Regions from separate parts of the Gossypium arboreum genome. Here region 1 is linked to region 2. A link is a contact called in public Hi-C data. All regions are on one chromosome and are shown on one strand. The core of a region is the stretch at or near the end of the contact, and the rest is flanking DNA. Distances in the headings are between cores, read along the strand shown.

What was found. Hi-C and Micro-C count contacts between places; a contact is called where the count stands out from the background.
Region 1: a contact with region 2 is called in a Hi-C map of leaf, with 4 times the contacts expected there. The contact joins the promoter of LOC108464426 here to the promoter of LOC108463052 in region 2. A contact is called at or near these places in 2 of 5 Hi-C or Micro-C datasets (both in leaf).

What each region holds. Positions count from the first base shown.
Region 1 is chr8:49,131,114-49,133,870 of ASM2569848v2, reverse strand. It overlaps LOC108464426 (protein HLB1-like), which reads left to right and starts at 1,332. Exons shown (of 14, transcript XM_017764724.2): 1 at 1,332-1,911; 2 at 2,590-2,712. The coding sequence starts at 1,577.
Region 2 is chr8:48,605,277-48,608,056 of ASM2569848v2, reverse strand. It overlaps LOC108463052, which reads left to right and starts at 1,443. Exons shown (of 1, transcript XM_017762989.2): 1 at 1,443-2,515. The coding sequence starts at 1,567. The coding sequence ends at 2,319.

The DNA of each region.
Region 1 (2,757 bases), core at 83-2,582, 530 kb before region 2:
TATGCTGAAATGAAAAAATAATCACCATGAAATCATTTCTTGAAAATCGTTTATAGTGAAACATTCATATCATAAATTATATTTGTTAAAAGAATTGAAGTATTTCCTTTGACAATCAAAATTTATCTTATAATAATTGCATTATCTTATATAGACTTAATAATAATCAATGATTAATTAAAACTTAAACTTAAAATTATATGTATGATAAGGATAATAGTTCATTGAAATTGGAAGGAATAAATGAAAGTAAGTAAAGTTTTTAAAAATACTCATATTTATATTATTAATATTTATATTGTAAAACATTGCTAAATATTTATAAATCATATTTCATATACTTATTATTAAAATATTAATATAAAATATTTTTAATAGAATATTAAGAATACTTTCTAAATTTAAATTTATTATTAGTAGTAGAATTTATTGTAAAAATAAAATTATAATATTAAATAATTTAATTAAAATAATAAATTGTATTAACTATATTAATAATTTGTTATGTACTATTAAATGTAAATATAAATATATATTTAATAATATTGAAAAGTATAATTTAAAATCAATATTTTAACATTTCTAAAAGTTAAAACTAAAATTTTATTATAATATATTAATATTTAGCTCAGTTCAAGTAAATTATTATCTAAAAACTTTTTACTCATAATTGAGGTTTTTTCAAAAATTCTTAAAAGAAGAAAACTTGCATAAAAGGGGTTTATTGTAATTGACTGAGTAACTTCATTCATCAAGTTATTTGTCATTAACCAAACACAAAATGTGAAAACTATTTTTCATAAATAATTTTTCATGAAAGAAATGCACCTTAAGTAAAAATCTTATATAAATAATATTACTTCCATAAATGAATTTATGGATTGAGTTGAGATTAAATTAGGTCCATAATATTAATACCATAATAAATTTCCAATTTTAACTTAGAAAAAATATAAATTTCAAATTTCAACTAAATTTACCCATATTTATAAATAATTCATTTAAGTTCGTTAGCACTTTCATATATATATATATATATATTATTTTTTAAAAATAATTGTTTTATTTAATATTTAACGATTATATAATTATAACCATTATATATTTTTAATTAAATTTCTAAAAGAATTAATATTTAAATTATAAGTATATTTCATTTGATGTCATATAAATTACATAAGAAATGTTGTATTTTGGTTTTGAATATAAAAGCTATGCCAGAACCATTTTTTTAAACCAACTTAATTATTTTTTAAAGCTTAATATCGTGTTCAAAATTTAGGTTTTTTAATAATGATTTTTTCGGAAAATGGTCAACACCACCCTGCGAACTTAGGTTTCAATACATTAAAATTTAGTAATGAGGGAGGAATCTTGGCATTTGAAGATAACAGTTGTACTCTTACATAGTAGCTTACCTATGTTTTACTTTTACTGCGACTTATTACGGCCCTGCTGAAGTAACATCCTTTTTTGCATTGGATCTTGGCTTCAACACGCTATATTTTCTAGTTCTCTCTTTCAGATCTTCTTGGATTCCGCTTTGGCGTTGCACGCAAATCTCTCGTTCAACGCTATGTCCGAAACGATTGAGGGATCCGAACTTCAAAATGGTTTCCAGCCACAACCCCGGCCCGAGCCCGAACCGGAATCGGAATTGAAAGTAGAATCTCAACCTGAACAACAACCGGAAGAGGAACTGAAACCGGAACCTGTGGTAACTGATGTCGTTCCGAAGCCGGAGCCGAACAATGAGAGCTCGATCCAATCGAATGAGACGACCAAACAAGCTTCAACCGACCAAGTTGCTCCTCCAGGGCGGCGTAAAGATGACGAGAACCGGACTTTCACGATGAGAGAATTGCTAAGTGAATTGAAAAGCGACGAAGATGATGCAGGTTCTCCTTACAGGTACTTTCTTTTTTCCTTCTCTTTTCGAGTTTCAGTTGATCAAAAAATTACACTCTTTAATTTGTAATTGGATTTAACGAGATTTCAACGTACAAATCTTTCGATCTTTGAAGGTCCCCGTTGATTATTCTCCTCAATTAAATGTGGAGAATTCTTCGAGTTTCAACTGAACCTAAAATTATGCTGTTTCTCTTTTATATCCCGAACAGAGAAGTTACAGAATTTTGATTCTTGATTATCTATTGGCAAACTACTAGATGCAATTAAGGCGTACTCTTCCTTTTAGTCTACGAGTTCATTTTCATTAATTGCATGGATGAGCAACTGTTCTCCCATCAAAGGTCTTCCATTACTCTTGAACATGATTGTTATGTTAGAAGCTCGTTATCTTTGAACTTCAGATGCAATTAGATTTTTTTTCCTGCTTTTGAGTCATTAAATTAGTTCTGAATTTCAAGTTCGGCATCAATTGTAATCTTAATCTTTTCCAACTTCGATGAAGGAATCCTTGGTTTTGGGATTTTGCACTTTATAGAATTCAGTTTATGTTCATTTTCATATGCCGCCATTCATGCAGTAAAGGTTTCCTAGTCTTGTTGGAGTAAATATGATGTGATCCTTGTTTCTTCTGCTTGTGAATGATACCATTGTCTACTACATGATTTATATATGCTTCAGTCAAGAAAACACGCAATGTCAGTCCTACCAAAATAATGCTGCAATGGAGTTGATCAATAGTGTCACTGGTACTGATGAGGAAGGCAGGTCTCGTCAACGGATTCTTATATATGCTGCCAGGAGGTACTGTCATCTTATTTTTATACACTTTTCACACTTTACTTCCAT
Region 2 (2,780 bases), core at 194-2,693:
ATTTTTAAGTACGATGCTTGAAAATTATCCGATACATATCGTATCAATTTCAATACCACATATATGTTATAAAATATTATATTGCTCTAATAAAATATTTATAAGTTCAATTTAAAATCATACAATCATTCAACATTAGCAAGTTAATAAAGAATAAATAGATCCTATCAAATTTCCTTTAATCAACAATGGTAGGTTAATAACACTTTCCACCATAATTTTAATAAAATTTCAAGAATATTTAATAATAAGAATTTAATAATCAAAACATCTAAATATTATGCATAATATAACTTAATTTAAAAACTTCAAAAGAATGATTTACCGTAAAATAATAGAGAAAACATATCATATTAATAGCAAACATATTTAATCAACAATTATGTACATTACATAAAAAAATTAACCTAGAAAAGCAAAAATCAAATACCATCGAATGTAAAATTTATGTCAATAAAAATTAATGTAGTCATACCTTAATTGAAAAACGAAATATGGTTGAAATATAAAAGTTTCTTACCAAATCTATACTTTACCCATGCTTGTATAATAAATCAAAGATCGGGAATAAGAATCATATTTCATTCTGAGATTGAATCTTTCAACATCCCGAAGATGAAGTTGTAAGGATTAAAGTTTAAAGTGAAAAAGAATTTTATCTGTGGGATGAATTCTAAAGATTTTGAAAAGAAAAATAGTGAATTATCGTGCTGATAACGTGTTATAAAATAAAGAGAGATGGAGAGAATAAAGAAAAAAAAATGAAAATAATAGATAATGTACTTTATTGATCAAAAGGGACAATTTACAATACTTTATTAGAGTCTCTATTTATAAGTATAAGAAATATAAAAGAAGTAGAAATCTAATTTTAATAACTATTAGAATTTAAAGTCCATCAAAATTGTATCTCAATCATGATGAGCATCCACTTAATAAGATATTCATAACAAAAAGAGTTTACTTTTGTTATTTTTATATTTTTAAGGACTATTTAAATTTAATTTAAAAAAGAGTCAGACCTAACATACAAACAGACTAAAAGTTTAAAAATATTTAATTAGTCCTGTTGAGGAATGACATCACCCCTTTATTCATCCAATTTAAAAGGGTATTTGATTCATCATGTCCCTAAATGTTTTATATAATTATACTTCAATCCGATGTTGTCAATGACAATGACACCCAAAAAAATTATTTTTTTAAAATTGGAGGAGATGGCACCAATGACAATGACGTCACCAACGTTTACCGTTCAAAACAAATTATTTATTTTATATATTTTTTAAAATGGGTATTTTCGTAAATAACTAAAAGCTTTTGGTCATTTTTTAAAAAAAAAAGCCGAAAATATTCGACAGAACACAACATAAGTGTGGTTTTGTCATTTTCTGCACGTCAGCATCAAAAACCGTGTTCCCATCGTTAGTTTCATCCTTCAAAACCGACGTCGCCCACTCAGCCGCCTCCACCCCACTTCCACTCTTCTTCTTTTTTACTCATATAAATCAATCAATCAATTCTCTAAAATTATTTCCCATCCCCCAAAGGAAAAAAAGAATAACAATGTGTAGGTCTACGGATTATTACGACTTCCGGTGCGCCGATCAAAACCTTTTAAAGATCAAAGCTTTCTTCATCCGAATCTCGGGTTTCGATTCCTTTTCAAATTCTCTCACTCTACTCTACCCACCAAGGATCAACGAATCGGCGCTTCACGTTTCAGGGACTGCTATCCGCTCTGATTCCTCCTCCTTCTTAGTTCTCCATCGGATGGTTAATGTCAAGACGAGGAGCGGAGAGGCAATATACGGCAGCAGGGAGCTAGTTCAGGCCGGTGATGGAGTCTGCTTCGATGTTTACTCAGGAGAGGACAAGGTGTTGAAAGGGATTTTTAGAAGAGAGGAGCAAAAGTGGAAGATGGAGTGCAAGTGCGCGCTGGAGACAAGGGATGGGAAAACGGTCGGCGCTGAGCGCGCGGTGGCGGATGTTTGCGTGGCAGTGGAGGGAGACAAGGCGATGGGAGAGAGGGTGAGGATGATTGCGAGGAAGAATAGGAGGGTGGGTTTTGATCAGCTGGAGGATATTCCAGGGGAGAGTGAAGTGAGCGATGAATGTAGTTGCAGTTGTGTGGAATCAGACGGTGACGATATAGAAGGAAGGTGCGACGGAGATTGTGAAGGGATACAAGATATGTGTACGGCGGGGGAGGGAGTGAGCTGGGCCTTTGATGTGGGCATTTGGGTGATGTGCTTGGGTGTTGGTTACTTGTTCTCCAGAGCCTCCGCCAAAAGTTTGAGACGGATTAGAATACTATGACACTGTAAATTGTAAACCACAGACGCACAAAACAGGCTCTCTGCCAAACTTTTGCCGTTCCATAGTCTAAATTTTGGAATTTAGAATGATTAATTTCTTCTCTCGGGTTCAATTTTACTTTTTCTCTATTCTTATTCCGAATTTAAAATGCAAGTGTATTCTCAGGTCAATTATATTTCTTATATAGTTACTAAAAGGTGTTAATAATTGAATTTATAATTTACCATAAAATATATGAACTCGAAAATTTTACTTTTCTAAAATTAGAGGTGTTGACATATGATGATTTTAATGAGGGTTAATTGATTATTTAAGTTTATATTTTGATAATTAAACTTTAAAAATATTATATCATCAGTAATGTTGTTAATTTATTACGTGATTATTGAATAATTAATTTAACAATGTAACGAAAATCTAATGTGATATTAAAATTCAATTGTTATACTAAAACCTATTAT